Regions from separate parts of the Zea mays genome. Here regions 1, 2 and 3 are each linked to region 4. The links are chromatin contacts, called in public Hi-C maps. All regions are on one chromosome and are shown on one strand. The core of a region is the stretch at or near the end of the contact, and the rest is flanking DNA. Distances in the headings are between cores, read along the strand shown.

What was found. A called contact is a pair of places that touch in the nucleus more often than the background predicts.
Region 1: a Hi-C map of leaf shows a contact between it and region 4, with 7 times the contacts expected there. The contact joins the promoter of LOC100279238 here to the promoter of LOC103635742 in region 4. A contact is called at or near these places in 2 of 25 Hi-C or Micro-C datasets (ear and leaf).
Region 2: a contact with region 4 is called in a Hi-C map of leaf, with 7 times the contacts expected there. The contact joins the promoter of LOC100282178 here to the promoter of LOC103635742 in region 4. A contact is called at or near these places in 5 of 25 Hi-C or Micro-C datasets (bundle sheath, ear, leaf and 1 more).
Region 3: a contact with region 4 is called in a Hi-C map of tassel, with 2.6 times the contacts expected there. The contact joins the promoter of LOC100273224 here to the promoter of LOC103635742 in region 4. A contact is called at or near these places in 4 of 25 Hi-C or Micro-C datasets (ear, endosperm, leaf and 1 more).

What each region holds. Positions count from the first base shown.
Region 1 is chr1:65,895,280-65,897,979 of Zm-B73-REFERENCE-NAM-5.0, reverse strand. LOC100279238 (pseudouridylate synthase) reads right to left here and starts at 1,271. Exons shown (of 18, transcript NR_158723.1): 1 at 1,168-1,271; 2 at 983-1,045. It overlaps LOC100283171 (aldose 1-epimerase), which reads left to right and starts at 1,519. Exons shown (of 3, transcript NM_001156073.2): 1 at 1,519-1,762; 2 at 1,843-1,892; 3 at 1,990-2,700. The coding sequence starts at 1,564.
Region 2 is chr1:65,827,757-65,830,456 of Zm-B73-REFERENCE-NAM-5.0, reverse strand. It overlaps LOC100282178 (amelogenin precursor like protein), which reads right to left and starts at 1,402. Exons shown (of 5, transcript NM_001155090.1): 1 at 987-1,402; 2 at 739-856; 3 at 24-142. The coding sequence starts at 809.
Region 3 is chr1:65,509,706-65,512,405 of Zm-B73-REFERENCE-NAM-5.0, reverse strand. LOC100273224 reads right to left here and starts at 1,379. Exons shown (of 8, transcript NM_001147666.1): 1 at 816-1,379; 2 at 151-263. The coding sequence starts at 1,320.
Region 4 is chr1:65,646,160-65,648,859 of Zm-B73-REFERENCE-NAM-5.0, reverse strand. LOC103635742 (probable methyltransferase PMT2) reads right to left here and starts at 1,260. Exons shown (of 7, transcript XM_035964005.1): 1 at 1,027-1,260; 2 at 1-271. The coding sequence starts at 269.

The DNA.
Region 1 (2,700 bases), core at 22-2,521, 250 kb before region 4:
GGAAACTTTCTGTTAGCATGTATTCTCTGGCAGCAAACAACCATTACATGTTCTCAATTCTCCCTGTAATTCATGTCAGCACATGCTATAACAAAGATTATCATGTCGCAACAATTTATAGGCAGAGAAACAACCTTAAAAAAGTTTTGGTCGATGCCAGAAAGATAAGTTCTAAGAGCATCTCCAACAATAAACTCTAAAATAGTCCTAAATTTTGAAATAGGACCGTGTTTAGATTGTTTAGGGCCTCAAAACAATTTTGTCCTCCAACAGTCAGGCCTTAAACAATACTATTTAGGAAATAAATCATGGTATTAGGAAACTAATGGTTGGAGAGAGTTAATGAGAATAGGGCTTCAGTATATAGGGTACTATATTTAGGACCCAAGAGACCAAGCCATATAATCGTTTGGTGAAATTTTATAAAATATGGCCATTGTTGGAAGGGTGTTTTATGGTTCCGAGCCCTATATTAAAATAGGGTCACATTTAAAACCTCTCTTGGAGATGCTCTAATTAGCTCTCATAAACAACAGTGGCAATTGCATCTTCTGGAGCTGACTGAATCATACAGGTTGTTCGCTTCGAATTAAAGCTGGCTATTCGGGCTGCTGCAGCTGCAATCCATAGAGACAAAACATTGTAAAAGCAGTAGAAGCCGATACGGATTATAGGCAGTCATTGTCTTTCCTCACAGATGCATCATAATATTATATGTCTTAACTAAAACAGGAAAGCAGCAAAACAGCAAAATCTTTCATTTTTTTCCAGCCAACAAGCAATCGCATGGAATAGTTACTGCAAACTATACCGATACCTCACACTACCCTCCAAAAGGTGAAAATGGTATAAGTACGAATCCGGTTGTCAAATCCCTCGTGTCTATAAATAAGGCTTAAGGAACAAAACCGCTCTACCACACCTCGTGTTCATGCCTACATATCTTTGCAGTTGCAGCCGAAAGAGAGTGAAGAGCCGTCACCTTGAATCCGCAGGTACAGGTCGAAGCAATCCTTGCCAGCCTCTGATTCTCTGCCTCCAGCTCCTAGCCACATCCAAATTCCAACCCGCAATTTAGGAGGAGAAAAACGTACCGAACCCATGGCAACGATTAGGCGAAGACATGCATAGCAAGCACAGATCAAAACTGCAGCTAGGGCTCCACACCTGTACGCGCATCCGCAGCGCGGCGACCTCCCCCCGCAGCGCCGCCGCCGTCTCGGGGTCAGCCGCCGCCATGAGAGCCTCGCCCGGTCAGAGGAACCCTTCGCTGACTGGATTTTTTCTGCGGGTCGGGTCACTGGGTCAGGTTAGGAGGAGGCCGTCTGAAAGACCTGACCCGTTAAGGACGGAGGGGCGGGTTCGCGGGTGCGCCGGGGGTTTGACTGGTCAGTGGTCAATTTGCGACGGTTAGAACTTAGAACTGCCTGCAGATTATATCGGTGCCCGTTATCTGCAGATTATATCGTCATCATCCATCGTCCTCTATAAATAGGCAATCACATCTCCAGTGCAGACAGATAGATAGAGTAGTAGTAGGTTGTTAGCTGAGGGGAGGCATCGATGGCTGGAGCCAAGAGAGGAATCCTGCTCGTCCTGTGCCTGGCCGTCGTCTTGGTGGCGCTCGGGAGTGGCGGCGTGGAGGCGAGGAAGCGAGGGAAGCAGTCCCTGGGGTTCTACGAGCTGCGTCGGGGCGAGTTCTCCATGGTCGTCACCAACTGGGGCGCCACCATCCTCTCCGTCAGGCTCCCCGATAAGAACGGTGACCAAAATGCCTTACATTCCTGCGCCTGATCTTTGCGTGCGAATTAATCTGTTTAATTTCTGGTTCCTGCGGCACAGGGCACATCGACGACGTCGTTCTTGGCTACAAGAACATCGGATCGTACGTGGTAAGAGAACAATGCTGATGAATCCCCCCATGCACGCACGACGACATCTACTACTTATTGAGATTTGATTTGCAATCTACTGATGATAAAACAACAGAACGACACGACCTACTTCGGCGCGCTGGTGGGGCGCGTGGCGAACCGCATCGCCGGCGGGCGGTTCACCATCAGGGACCACGCCTACCACACGTATCGGAACGACGGCAACAACACGCTCCACGGCGGCCACCGCGGGTTCAACCAGGTGTTCTGGTCCGTCCGGGAGCGCGTCACGGGGGAGTTCCCGCACATCACCTTCGCCTACCGCAGCTACGACGGCGAGCAAGGGTTCCCGGGCAACCTGGACGTGCTGGTCACCTACAAGATCGACGGCGACTGCTCGTACAGCGTCACCATGTACGCGCGGCCGCTGGACAAGCCCACCCCCGTGAACCTGGCGCAGCACACGTACTGGAACCTCCGCGGCCACGGCAACGGCACCGTCCTGCGCCACGCCGTCCAGATCTTCGCGTCCGCGGTCACGCCCGTGGGCCGCGGCCTCATCCCGACGGGCGCGGTCACCCCCGTCGCCGGCACTCCCTTCGACTTCCGCGCCCCGGCGGCGCCCGGCGCGCACATCGCCGAGGTCGAGGGTGGGTACGACATCAACTACGTGCTGGACGGCGAGACGGACGGGCAAGGCGTGCGCAAGGTGGCCGTGGTCAGCGAGGCGGACTCCGGGCGCGTCATGGAGCTGTGGGCCGACCAGCCGGGCCTGCAGTTCTACACTGGCAACATGCTTAAGGGCGACGAGGGCAAGGGCGGCGCC
Region 2 (2,700 bases), core at 153-2,652, 180 kb before region 4:
GGGGTTCGCAATAAAGTGCTCACCTAGCATATTACCCAGCTCAACAAAGAGATCATTTAGGTGGTCTCGTTTAAGCTTCTCCCTCTCAGCCTTATGAATCTTCCTCGGGCCTGGTTTCTTGCACTTCTTGCCAGAGATAGGCCTATACGAGACGAGGTAGACAGAACACCATTTTCAGCAAGAAGTCGTCGACACAAGCATGCAGCCGCTTTCATGTCCACTTCATTCCCACGAAAAGAATCAAATTGGCAGGAAACAGCAATAAAATTATACAGCAGCCTAAGTGCCTAACTGATAGGAGTTAATCCAGAATTCAGAAATTTAGCAGCCGTTTTCATGCCCATTTCTATCCAAGCCGTGCTTAATCCTAAACTAATCCCATTACTTTGTTACGAGAACTAACTTCTTGGATACCAATATTGTTGCATAGTGCCATTAACTCTATAGTCCACCGGAGGACACAAGACAACACACGCAGACAAAACTCTGCAACATACTGTACCACCCAATGGAAACACCGACACCCCAAAAGGAATTGAATCTTGAAAGTTCCATTCCGGTCCGAGGAGACTTAGTGTTACTAATTGGACTAGAAATTAGCTCAAATTAGCTAAGGTTGGCTAACAACTAGTTAAAAAAGTTAAGTCAGTTGTTAGTTTGGATACACTATGGATACGGAGCTAGGGGTCATTTTTAAATAGCTAGCAATTAGCTCTTGTTTCCAAACAGGCCTCTTACCCATGGAGCAGCTTGTCCGCAGCAGGCGTGCTGACGGCGGTGGCGACGCTCCCCATCTCGGATGGAACCATTGGGCTGGTCAAATCCTGCCACAAACCTCCTCCTCCTCTCTACCTTCCTGCAGAGACCTACGAACCATGAGCGGACCAATAAACCAATCAATTAGCCCATGCCCATCCATCTCCCCTGAGGCGGCGTGGCAACAGCGGCCCTCCGGCCACCAACAGCAGGCAAGTCTACCTACCTACCTGGATTCGAAGACGCAGAGGTCGCACTGCGTAACGGTGCAAGCGCGACGATGAGATTGCCGGGCTTGGATGTCGCGGAGGGAGGGCGCCGAGCTAGGGTTACTTAGGAAGGCGCACAGTCGTGGTCGGAGACCGAGAGGACGGGCGGCTGGAGGGGGAGAAAAAGAAACAGAAAAGAAGAAGGCGGTGGGTCGCGCGCGGCGCGGCCACGTAACGGCTCGTGCCGTTCCGTTGGGCGCCGGTGGGCTCGGCCTACCCGCGCGGGCCAGGAGGGCGTGCGGGAGGTGGCAGGCTGGGGGAGGGGCACGCGTGGACGCGTGGGCGGCACCCTCCGGCGCTCCCGCCTGGCGCGTGCCGCCGCGTGCTCCTCCACGGCTAGGCGCATGCGCCTCCTGTAACGCTGCAGCGGGTGTGGCGGCCACGAGCCTCCACGCTGCCACCCACATCCACAGGGCTGTTGGCATCTGGCTCGCGCCAAGGGCCATCCTGCTGGCGTCTCGTCCGACTCAGCCCATCAACATCTCCTACGCTGTCGTGTCATCGCGATCCACAATCGTTGGCACCGCTGACATGATCATCATCATGAGAGTCCCAGAGACCAGAGTAAAATAAACCACATGCCCGGAGATCACATGTACTCCCTCCGGTACAGTAAAGGAAGTCATTCTGCGTGTGACCGAACGTGCACAAAAGAAATCGTAGCACGCATGGGTCTAGAATTTGGACGTCACTGCCCCTGAGTAATTGCGTCGCCCGTTGCTTCGTTTTCTGCGTCGCCCGTTGCCATGCATTAACACCGCACGCCATGCATTATTACTCCGTCTCGCATGCAAACACCGCACGATGCAAGGAAACCAACGTGATGCATTAACGCCCACGCCAAACATGCAAACACCGCGCGCCTGACATGCAAACACCGCACGACTCTGCTCGCGTCTCGCATTCGCTTTCCTTGCTCGCGCCTCGCCATGGACTCCGACTCTGCGCTCGCCGTGGCCAAGGATGACGTCTCGTCCTCGCTGGACTCCGAGATGTCGCTGGACTCCGAGATGTCACTGGACTCCGTCGCGTCTGACTCAGAATCCACGTTGGACTCCTTCGAGCTCGTGCTGGACTCCTTCGAGGTCGCGCCGGACTCCTTCGAGCTCACGCTGGACTCCTTCGAGCTCGTGCCGGACTCAGCAGCAGAGGAATTGCTTTACGACCAACTCTTCCCTTTTTTAGACTAGCAACCACAACCGGCACCGAGTTTGCAAGTTGCATTTTACCTCTGTTCCATACGCGCTGCACTGACCGAAGGTGGAGATCAAATTGGTTGGCAACAATTTGGGTATCTTTCTTGTGGAGTCTCCCGTTATTGCTTCTAGCCAACAACGCTTGGTACACTTGTTTCCTCATATCTTTTGTCATCTCTTTTCGTCGGTGGTTCTCTACAACCGCGCCAAACTCATCTAGAGGTAAGTTCAAATCAAAATCTGTCCAAAGGAAGCGTGAAACATGAGAGTTGACACAAAAAAAATCTATCCAAAGATAGTGTGAAACACGTTACCCATATCCCTATTTAATAAGGGCAAACAGAGAAAACTCCATGATAATTAATCACTCCTTGGTATGCACAATCATGTCCTAAACGACTACATTTACTGCACCGGAGGGAGTATATCTTAGGGCCATGGATAGTAAGTGTCGACATTAAGATGAGTACGTAGTTACG
Region 3 (2,700 bases), core at 130-2,629, 140 kb after region 4:
TATATTACTGAAGGCATTTATAAAGTTTAAAGAAATCATAATTTCAGCTGAGCCCTTTTCAATGTTAGTACAGTGTCAGGGACTCATTAGCATGCACTGTAGCTAAGCAAGATGCAAGATCATAAACTGTGTATGCACTCATCACTAAACCTGAGCTGAAGCGCCCCCAAGTTCAATTATTCCAACGGTTTTGTTAGGATCCCCTCCAAGTCTTCCAAGAGCATAATTTGCCGCAACCCAAGCATAGACACCTTCATCCGAGCCTGTAAAAGAAGAACCAGCAAGTGTAACAGCTAATGATACAAAAAACACTTTTACACACCATAACCCCCCCCCCCCCCCCCTCCCAAAAAAAACACACAAACAACGAAATTAAGCTAGTTACTAATTTGCACTGCATAGATTGGTTATAAATTGCTGCATGCCGTCATATTGATTCCAGTTTTTTCTTAGTCAACCAACAGAAGTGTCATATAGGAATCCCCTAAAGCTGCATCTCCACTACATATTTCTGCTAGTCATTTCTAAATCCATCGACTCACATCTATTGCAGATTTGCAACAACAAACCCGCAGCAATTGGCACTCTCTTTACATACACAACACACCTGGAATCAGTTAGCATTTCCAATTCATTGCATTATTGGTCATCTAATTTAAAAACCCAATTCCCTTACCACAATGCAATCAGACCGAGCATTTTAGAGCTTAAGCATCCAATCCCCTATCCATAGTGCAATCAGCGACCGAACATTTTACAGCTAAAGTACAGTGACTTGCCCCAGATGGCAGAAAATGGCAAGGGACAAGCAGTACCTGGGATCACCTTGGCCCACGCGTCCTCGAACCGGAACCCAGAGGCTCGTAGAACGTCCCTACAAGACGCTAAGATCGCCTCCTGGGCGCGCTCCTCGAGCAGGCGCAGCCCTGCGGTGGCCATGAGCCGCACCTCCGCCTCCCTAACGGCGCCGCCAATCTTATCCCTCGCAAAATCTAACAGAGGCTTCAGGGACTCCCCGGCCCGCGCCGGGTCGGCGGCGAAGGACGAGAGGCCCGGGGAGACGCGCATCACGGTGGAGCGCGCCAGATCCGGGCGGCCGTCGGGCCCCGCCGCGAAGACGTGGGCCCGGGTGCCCGTGCTGCCTCCGTCTATGATGACGGAGAAGCGCGCGGAGGCGGGAGCGGGACCCGGCGGCTGGGCGACGACGTGGACGAGCGCGGAGACGATGAGCGCGAGGAGCGCTGTGCCGAGGCAGAGGCTGAAGAGCCTGCGGCGCCGGCGGGGGCGTGGAGAGGGGAGTTTGGTGGTGGGGTCAGGCATGGTGGCGAGCCGTGTGCAACCGGGACCCCCGGCCGCCGCCGCCGCCCGCCCGCCGTGACTCGTGGACGGCGAGAGAGGTGACGACGACGTCGAGCCTTTTATTTTATATTTTATTTAGATATATTTTTACATGGTTTTTATCAAAATGACGGGGGGCGAACGCTTTTATAGTAGGGACAGGGGCAGAGTGGAAGGCGCCGTGCAAATCTTACGTCAACGGCGCGGCAAGACGACTTTTATTTTATTTTTATTACACGACGAAACAGTAAACGTTATATATTTATTTATACTCACAGGAAACCAAACTGCTCTACACAATGGAATATACGTACGGTACGCTCGAAGTGTGTACCAGCTGTAGTAATGGATTTTGACAGCTTCTATGCAGTGCAGCCATGCAGATAAAGAATTTAATTAACACATTGTTGGATCGAGAACCTAACATTTGGACAGCAAAAATCCTACTTCGTTCTATAGTTTGAGCTCCAAGTCCAGCTCCTCGACGTCGCCGCCGCCATTGTCGTCGTCCGAGTCTCCGAGGTCCACGAATGCGACCTGGGGCGGCGCCGTCGTCTGGCCAGGCTTGGGCTTGGCACGCGCTCGCCGGTGACCCTGCTGCCACTGGCTCACCGATGATGAGCTCTGCACGTCAGACCGGGTAAAACCGTACTGTAATGAACATTCTCGCCACTGAAAATTGAATCGGTAGATTACGGGGATAAAGGTTCGGTAATTTACTTGCTCCGCTCTAAATTCTATTTGTTTAGAATTTTTCTAGGTATCTTTTATTATATATATATATATATATATATTAGTTTAATCATTTTAAATTATCCTAAATATTTTATAAGTCAAAGTATCTCGATAACAAATATAGAAATATTTTTTTTATGGTATCGAATAGTTATACTGTAAACAATAAATTTTATTATAATTATTTAGTATCGTAAATAATATTATTTTATTATATAAACTTAGTCGAACTTAGTATATCTTTTGACTCTTAAAAAATTAAAATAGCTTTATAATTTGAGAAGAAGAAAAACAGATACCTCAGACGAGGCAGCCTGTATAGTGACAGCGCTCTGGATCTGATCGTCCTGACGAGTATGGTTGTGATGGGACGAAGGGTGACCGCCGCCGTTCGTCGTAAACAGCCTGCTGGCGACGACGCACATATAACCATCATGTATGATGGTTTAGATTACATTACACAAATGCAACTGTGTAGGAGTAGTAAAAAAAATACTTGCCTGCTGGTCAAAGGATCATTGGCATAGTAATGCTGGGCGAGGTAATACGGAGTCAAATACCCTCTGGCCATTTGCAGTTGATGAGCAGCTCCATTTCCGACGACCTGTAGATAAATTCTTGTGCTGA
Region 4 (2,700 bases), core at 11-2,510:
GTGTATTGCTCATCACATGGCTTGAATGGTTCAATTTTGGAATTATCAGTATCATTCAGAAGGTTGGATGCACTATGGTGGGTCTCAAAACTCAGATTTGGAAGTTGTGCACATTTGGTCTGTTCATTGACCCAAGTCTGTATCCCGTCTCCTCCTCCAGAACCACTTTTCTGCCAAACACCCAAGAGATAGAAGAAGGAACAGAGACCAAAAATCACAATCATAACTAGTGTATTTCTGGTCCTGTTGTCGGTCAAGTTTCGTGCCATACCTTAAAATTAAGATTCAGTGAGTCAGTTTAGTTGATATCTATGTAAAACGATATCAACTAAGAAGTTCCTTAACAATAGGAAAAGGGAGGAATTAGGAAGTAAATCCATAAAGTCCTAGATCTAGATTTCCCTTAAAAAAAGATCTAGATTTTGTCAAAAGCCACCGATATGGCGATATGTTGCATGGTCGAAAAGATTACCAAGAGAATTTGGGTATCATATCACTGGTTGAAAACCTTAACCACTCTTGCCAGCTACTATAAATTATAACAATTAAATTAAACTAACATTCAATGCTGCATCACACACACCTTTTCAGTATAAAATAACTAGCAAATGTAATGTTAAATTATCGGTTAAAATTCAATGGTCCTTGCAGAACCTGGAGAGCAACAAATATCTATTAAAATCCAAAAATATTATTCGACAATACCAAAAATTAGAGCCACCTATCTCAACACATGACAAGTAAATGTAGGAAACCAGGGTTCGTCATTACGGGATCTCAATTTGCAGAGTAGACTCCATGGCGTAATGAAAAGGAATAATTGTAAATTCAATGGTTTTTCCTTCGCGTTACCCTACTTATAATTCACCCAATCCCCCTAGAATTCTGCAGCCGCTAAACCCAAACAAAGACTAGCCACTACCCAATCGCCGAGGTACTGCAAGGGGACAATGGGTCAAAATAGCAGGCTGCAACAGAGAAGCGGAGATCACAAGAGGCGGAACTCCGAGCCATTCTTGTACACACCTTCCAGAACAACAAATCAAGCGGAGATCCAGAGCGGGGCGCGGATCCGCGGACCTTGCGAGAACCGCGACGACTAGAGTCCGGAATCTATGCGATACAAGGGATACCACCTCGGAGCTCTCTTCACTAATCGCCAGCGGCGGAGCTATTGAGGCGAGGGATGTGTCCGCCTGAAGCCTGAAGCCTGAAGCGGGCTCCTCTGTCCTCTCTTTCTCTTCCGCGTTTTCGCCTTCAAAGTCGACCGGCTGGGCCGGCAGTTCCGGTGCTTCCATCCGGTCCGTCAGATCGGAATCGGACACGTGGGCGGGTAGATGGAGAGGGCGTTTACATGCGGTGCGGCTTCTTCCGCACAAAAAACGCGTCTGCTCTGCAGCTGGGCCTCCAGTCCGGCCTCTGCATTTCCGAATTCCCACGCAAATTCCTCGGCGCAGGAATCTACATCGACGATATCCATCGCTCCGATCCCAGTTCCATTTGCTGCGATTGTTCTCAGCCACCGCAGCCTCGCCGATGCAAATTGCCGATCCTACATTGTGCGCCTCTGTTCATATAGGAGCGCCGCCCATCTGCTCGATGGAATGCCTAGCCGAGTAGCCATGGCTTTTAGGGAAGGTGGGAAGCGTGGTCTGGCTTCTTCAGCCATCGCTACTTAGCTGGCACCAATGAAACAAGCGACTAACATCGCACGGGGGCGTCCAGTTCAGTGCAGATGCTCCAGGACAAACCACTGTTCCGCTTCACCATCCCCGAGGGTTCTTCGCTGCTTCCATTTCTCAAACGCCAAGAAGGAATGCTTTGCTCTGGTCTTGTTTCCTGCCTGAAAATATATTTTGTTTTTTCTTGCGAGCACTTGATGATAATATTTTGTTAGCTTAGGAACATGCACCATCAATAGAAAGTTTCATTCTATACTTTCATAGGCATTTAATTTTATGACTCAAAAGGAGTTGATAATCCTAGCAAAAGAGTTTCATCATTTCTTCTCTTTTCTTAAAATATATTGTCATGTCAACAAAAATTCCTATGTGACAATCTATTTAATGCAGACGAACTTCCACTGAGACCGATCAAGAGTCAATGAAGTTTGCTTGCTCTCTTTTTCAAGGCAGGGAAACATTACATTCCAGACGATATTTCACCCCAATTGAAGTTATTATGGTTTTATCAGATGATCTGGTTGCATATTTGCAGGTGTGGACAAGCCAAGGCCGAACAGACCGCTCGCTTTTCACAGAAGCAAGGGTACGGAGGTCCGTTTGAACATACTGTACTTTCTCTTTTTTTACCTTTTCCTTTTGTTGAACTTCTTTCCGTTTGCCCACCAGCTACAGTTTTTCTTAAGGTGGTACGGTTCTCAGTCTAAACTACTCTTTAAGACTGAAAATAGCATCACGACAAATCAACTTCAAGAAGGAACAGACAATAGAGGGGGGGAAAAAAGCTGCCGATTCATTCATAAAACTTCAGACAATTATGCAGTTGTTCTCATTAAAGCTACTTATGAGTTTTCATGGGAATACAAAGCACATGTTGGGAAACTAAGAATTGAATGTAGAGCTACTTTTGCTCACTCTAAAAACTGATGTTTTCCACCATAATTTGCAGTTTTTTCTTGTATCAATTACCTAGATGGATATGGACAGTTATTTTTTTTCTCTAACGCACAGGTGCGCA